Linked DNA regions of Mus musculus: region 2 is linked to region 1. A link is a contact called in public HiChIP or PLAC-seq data. All regions are on one chromosome and are shown on one strand. Each heading gives the region's core, a stretch centred on a gene start, on an enhancer-like site or on the middle of the called end of the contact. The rest is flanking DNA. Distances are from core to core; before and after follow the strand shown.

Region 1 (2,993 bases), core at 423-2,922:
ATGGTGAGCATGCAAACAGGCATGCCCAGGCTGTCGTGTGGTGGTGGTCGGACTTGGCAAGTGTGCCAACAGGTGTGCTCAGGCTAGGAGGCAGTAGCACTGGAACATAGCAGGCACGGCAGCAGGTGTGAACCAATGTTCCCAGACAAATAAAGGCATGCCCAGGCTCCTAAGTGTTGGTGCTGGGACAGGTTTGCAGGCAAACAGGCAATACTCCACCAAGTGGCAAATCTGGGACATGGCAGGCATTTAGTAAATGTCTCTGACAAGTCTGCCACATGGCAGCCCTGGGATGTGATAGGCCACCATGTGGCAGCCGCCCAGACCACTAGGTAGCAATGCGGGGGACATGGTATGTGTGTGAACAGGAGAGCTCAGGATGTCACGCAATGGCGTAGAGACACAGAATGTATATACCCTACAGCTGCCTAGAGATGTGGCAGGTGAGAATAGGCATGCCTGGCCACCACTTGGCAGCACTGGCATATGGTAGGTGTGCAAATGCATGTGTCCAAGCCACTCCACAATGGTGCTGGGATATGGTGCAGATGTGTCCTGGCTGCTGGCTGGCAAGGCTAAGACATAGTAGGTGTGCTAGCAGGTATGATCTGGCTAGTGATTTGAGGCTCTGGGACACAATATATGTGCAGACAGGTGAGCATGGGCTCATGTGTTGGCACTGGAACATAGCAGGCATGTGAACGGGCATGTCCAGGCAGTGCTGGAACATGACATACATATGAACTGGCATGCCCAGGCAGTGCTGGAACATGACATACATATGAACTGGCATGCTCAGGCAGTGCTGGAACATAACATACATATGAACTGGCATGCCCAGGCAGTGCTGGAACATAACATACATATGAACTGGCATGCCCAGGCAGTGCTGAAACATGACATACATATGAACTGGCATGCCCAGGCAGTGCTGGAACATGATATACATATGAACTACCATGTCCAAGCAGCCATGTGAAAAGGTGTGCCAAGTCTGCCACATGGAGGTCCTGGAACATGGTAAGCAGGCAAAGAAGTGTGCACAAACCATAACTTGGCAGCCCCGGGACATAGTAGGTGTGTGAATCGGTAGGTATTCTCAGGCAGTCACATGCTGGTACTAGGACACAGAAATCATGCAAACTGGTGTGCCCTGGCAGCTATGTGTCATGGCTGGGACACGGCATGCATACAAGCAGGCACACCCAAGCCACTGCTTGGCAGTGCTTGAACACAGTTGCATGCACACAGGTGAAACCAGCCTGCATTGTGGTGGTGTTGGGATATGGTACATATGTGAACAGGCATGTCCAGGCTGCCATGTAGTGGCCCTGGGACACAGCAAGCATCTGATACCCCTGGGCATTTAACTGTCATGCCCAGGAGATGACATAATGGTGGTGTGACCTGGCAAGTGTGTAAGCAGGCTTGCTGAAGCCACCACATGGTGGCACTAGGGCATGGTAAGCAAATGAATAGATGTGCCCAGGCCACCATGAGGTGGTGCTTGGATAAGGCACGTCTGTTATCATAACCCCACCACCAACGCCCCTCAGTTAACCAAGCTCAGAACAGGCACCAAATGTCCTAGCCACCAAAGGTAGTGCTGGGACACGGTGGATTTGTGAACAAGCAAGCCTACTCTGCCATGTGTAGGTGGTGGAACAGCGCCACCATGTGGCAGCTCTGGGAAATAGCGTGTGTGCGAATAGACATGTCAGAATGCTGGGACACAGAGTTCCTGTAAACACGAGGCTACACTGCCTTAGCAGGGTACGGGTGCAGACAGCCATGCCCAGCCTACCACATTGCACCCCAGGGACAAAAATGGCCTTCAGACTAGTGTGTCCAGGACACCATTTAGTGGCTCTGGGATGTGGCAAGTGTGCAAACAGGTATGCTGGGGCCACCATGTTCCAGAGCTAGGGCAAGGTATGTGTGTTGAAAAGGTGTGCCCAGGTGATCAAGTGGCAGCCCAGTGGCCAAGTGGCCATCCTGGGACACAGCAGGTAGTGTGAGCCTGAAATGGAAAGGCTTCTAATTAAGACAGTTAGTTTTGCCTTTAGCAAGCAGGTTTGCTGTCTAGACAGATATTGGTGGCAGTCCCTGCTCGCAGAAGAGCAGGTGTTACACTCTGCAGAAAAGAGGCAGGGCGAGCAGGTTCACAGAGAGAAGCCGTCAGTAGAGCAGCGTTGGCTCTGATGTCCCAGGCCAGGGACACTTCCTTATCTTTTCTTTTCTTTTCTATTTTCTCCCCCCCCCCCTTTCGCTCTGCCCCGCTTGCCCATAGGTCTTTTATTTGTTTCTCATTAAGGATGGTTGTGAGCCATCATGTGGTTGCTGGGATTTGAACTCATGACCTCCAGAAGAGCAGTTAGTGCTCTTAACTGCTGAACCATCTCACCAGCCCTTCTCGCCTTTTCTTATTCCCGTGTAACCAAATATTTCTCTAGTAAGCTTGCTAATCACAATTAATATGAAAACTTATTGTTTTCCTTTTCTTATTCAACTGTGCCCTGCCTGGTTCTCCCCTTCTGGGGTAAAAAAAAAAAGAATAGCTTATTATTATTTTTTAAATTGGAAATATAGTTTTTCATGCTCTATATTCTGATGGTTTCCCACACCCAAACTCCTCCCAGATTCTCCGTTTCCTCACTGACCAACATCCACAGCCTTTCTTTCGCTCTCTCTTTCCTTCCTTCCTTCCTTCTTTCTTTCTTTCTTTCTTTCTTTCTTTCTTTCTTTCAGCGGAAAACAAATATCTATCTAACTAAATATATATAAATAAAATAAAGCAAAAAAACAGGACCTTTCCTTTGTATTGGTGACTGATCAGGGTGAACAGATGTTTGGTCGCCCCAGGAGGAGTGAGTACAACAGCCTTGGACACCCACTCTATCCTTCAGTTTTTCCATCTGAATCTTCAGTAGTTTAACAGAATAGAGGACTATGATTATGACAGATCTCTGAGAAAGGTAAACTGACCAACAGGG
Region 2 (3,319 bases), core at 316-2,815, 760 kb before region 1:
GCCAGCCTCTGTGTGCTACTGGCAAAGGCTGGGGCTCTCTGGGTAGGAGGGTCCTGGGTCAGCCAGCATCAGGAGCCCCCTCAAGGGAGCATGGGACCAGCTATGAACTCTTTACAGTGAACTCAGTTTTAGCTTATGAAGGAATTTTAAGTAAACGTTACTTAATTTCTACATACTGACGTTTGGCAGCCTTGGGTGTGAAGTGCCAGCAGCTACCCTTGTCTACTGGAGTTTCAGGATTCTTCTGGCACCAAGGCGAACTCTTCTTGGTACTTCTGACAATACAGATCTTTAGGACAAATTTACCCGCTGAATGCTTTGGGGCAGGAGGAAAGTAAAACCTTGGAAGCAGCCACATAGCTGAACAGAAAGCTGCCCCTTGCCGCTCGCTTGCCCGGACACTCAGGACTCAGGTGCTGTTCCAGCCTACTCACCACAGATTGTCATCTGTGCCCGGGAGACCTGGCATTTCTGGGGTGCTCCTGTGACCCTTCTGCAGTTCTGCGCCAGAGCTCTATTCAGGCAGTTGGATGACATGAACTTTGAGATGGAGTTTGTCACCCGTGAGGGACTGGCTGCCTTTCCAAGGCTTGTGCTATCTGAAGGGACCATCTGAAGGACGTGTTTGTGTGTGGAAAAGAGGGCACCAGCCTGACGTGCGTCCTCCACCATGTTCCTGTTGCTACCTTTTGATAGCTTGATTGTCAACCTCCTGGGTATCTCCCTGACCGTCCTCTTCACCCTGCTGCTTGTTTTCATCATCGTCCCTGCCATCTTTGGAGTGTCCTTTGGTATCCGAAAGCTCTACATGAAAACACTGCTAAAGATCTTTGCGGTAAGTTGTACTTCTGTGATATGTTTCCTCACTGGGAAGAGAAGGACATTAGCAGAAAGAATGGTTCTTTTACCTTCTGTGTCACAGAGTGGGGCTTAGACACTGGACATTGCCACATGCAGAACAGGTAGTAGGACATAAGGCTGCTTATGGGCTCATTTTTCCTCTCTCACTGTAATCTGAGGTAGAGTCTTACATTCATGCAAAAAGAATGCACAGAGCCCGGGCAGTGGTGGCACACGCCTTTAATCCCAGCACTTGGGAGGCAGAGGCAGGAGGATTTGAGTTCAAGGCCAGCCTGTTCTACAAAGTGAGTTCCAGGACAGCCAGGGCTACACAGAGAAACCCTGTCTCAAGGAAAAAAGAAAAAAGGAAAAAAAAAAAAAAGAATGCACAGAAAAAAAGAGCATTTGAATTATTTTCCAAAAAAATAGAGGCTATGTCAGAACTTAACGTACAGCTGAAGAGAACTGGTTGTGTTAAATGGAAGCAGATGAGAAGCAATATCTCCTAGAAGTTGATCTGTGCCACAGGACTAATATTTAGACAAAGAGTTGCTAGCTACTTTAGTTGCAGGATCTGTTTTAAATAGTTACCAAATTCTCAGGAATTCTTTTCCACAGCTGAAACTGCAACCTTTGAGTAATACCATGATAATATGATGCACTTACTCATGTGGTATCTTACAGGCTTTTGTGGTTTGGTTTGCTGCTTCAAGCCAAGGATTCAAGCACTCGGCAGTCTTTATTGTTTCCATTTTCCTTTAGCTCCTTTGAACTCTGTGGTATTTACTGTCCTTACAAGAATAAGGTGGGGCTGGAGAGAGAGTACAGGGGTTAAGAGCATGTCCTGCTTCTTGCTGAGGACCCACATGTAAATCCAACACTCACAGCCGTGACTCATAACTGTCGGTCACTTCAGGCCTCTGTGGGACCTGCACCTGTGTGCACAGACACAGATATGCACACACACACATAGTTAAAAAGTATTTTTAAATAATTGAGGCCAAATAAGCAGAATATAAACCCAGCCGGGTGGGTTGAGTTTGCTCAGGTTGCACAGCCGCCGCCTCTTGCCTCTCGTAGAGCTACTTGTTACCACTTGAAAAGAAGCTCTTACAGTCCCACTGTTGGGGAGGATTTCTAGTTCAAAACCGGTCTGAACTAGTGTTTTGTGTGGATGGAGTCATACACAATCCATGCACGCTTCTCTCTGGCCTCTCTGACTTGGTGCTGTCATCGCCTGTCTGCATGGCAACCATTATCCGTGCACTTCTGTGTTCTGTGTGGGGCCTGCACGGTGAATTGCGTATGCATCCATCCACTGAGGAGCTGTTTCCACCTGTGGGCTGCCGGGAGTGGTGCTGCTGTAGACTCATGCTGGGAGTATGTCAAGAATGTAGAGCTGAAGCTGGGCAGCGGTGGCGCACGCCTTTAGTTCCAGCACTTGGGAGGCAGAGGCAGGTGGATTTCTGAGTTTGAGGCCAGTCTGGTCTACAGAGTGAGTTCCAGGACAGCCAGAGGTACACAGAGAAACCTTGTCTCGAAAAAACAAAAACAACAAAGAAAAAAAGAATGTAGAGCTGATGTTTGACTGTGTGGGTACACGAGTGTGTGTGGGGCCTGAAGCTGGTGACACTCATCTTTCTCAGTTGCTCTTCTACCTTACTTATTGAAGCAGGGGCTCTCAGTCAGACCAGAGCTTGATGTCCACCTGCTCTTTCTAGCCAGTATGTGGCTAGATCCTATCCCTGACATCTGAGGCTGACGTTTCAGAGGGGCCACCATGTCTACCTGGCACTCACGTGGGCTCTGGGGATCCGAATTCTGGTCCTGGTGCGTGTGTGTCAGGTACTTTAAGCACTGGGTCACCTCTCCTGCCCCTAGAAATGGCCATTTTTAAAACAGAAGTCAGAGCTGCAAATCTAGGGCTCCCCTTAAGTGCTTAATTCATCTTGGATAATTTTAGGGGAGGCAGAAAGCCTAGAAGACTTGTATATCCTTTCCTGAATATGGACAGCCAACCAGATGTCTCAGTGGGTAAAGGTGTTTGCTGCCAAGCCAGATAACCTGTCCCCTAACCCATATGGTGAACAGAGAGAGAGAGACTCCCTGAAGGTGGTCGTCCTCTGACCTCCACTTGTGTGCTCTGTGGCACGTGTATACGGACTGGGTTAGTCAGGGATCTCTAGAGGAACAGAGATGACTGCGTGAATACATATGTGCATACATACATACATACATACATTGAGAGAGGGGAGAGGGAGAGAGAATTAAAGTGGGTTACAGGCTCAGTGACTTAGCTAGGGTTGCTATTGCTGTGATAAACACCATGACTAAAAACAGTGTGGGGAGGAGTTGACAGTTACATGTAACAGTTGTCCATCAGAAGCAGTGAGAGCAGGAACCGAGAGGTAAGAGCTCATACACAGGCTGGGGAGCAGTGCTGCTTAACACCCACCCACACACACACACACCCACACAC

What was found. HiChIP or PLAC-seq counts read pairs in DNA pulled down with a chosen protein or histone mark.
Region 2: a contact with region 1 is called in an HNF4G HiChIP or PLAC-seq map of pancreatic cancer cells. The contact joins two enhancer-like sites. A contact is called at or near these places in 1 of 484 Hi-C or Micro-C datasets (the G1E-ER4 cell line) and 1 of 115 datasets of contacts at active chromatin or transcription factors (pancreatic cancer cells).

The regions. Positions count from the first base shown.
Region 1 is chr8:22,431,845-22,434,837 of GRCm38.p6, reverse strand. No RefSeq gene overlaps it. Among named protein-coding and RNA genes, the nearest start is that of Gm39140, 21 kb to the left of the region's middle. Within about 2 kb of position 1,672, at least 148 of the 459 cell types and tissues checked have an H3K27ac peak or open chromatin away from gene starts, as enhancers often do. A contact at or near this core is called in pancreatic cancer cells, where this site is marked.
Region 2 is chr8:23,188,232-23,191,550 of GRCm38.p6, reverse strand. It overlaps Gpat4 (glycerol-3-phosphate acyltransferase 4), which reads left to right. Exons shown (of 13, transcript NM_018743.4): 2 at 1-835. The coding sequence starts at 671. Among named protein-coding and RNA genes, the nearest start is that of Gpat4, 19 kb to the left of the region's middle. Within about 2 kb of position 1,565, at least 31 of the 459 cell types and tissues checked have an H3K27ac peak or open chromatin away from gene starts, as enhancers often do. A contact at or near this core is called in pancreatic cancer cells, where this site is marked.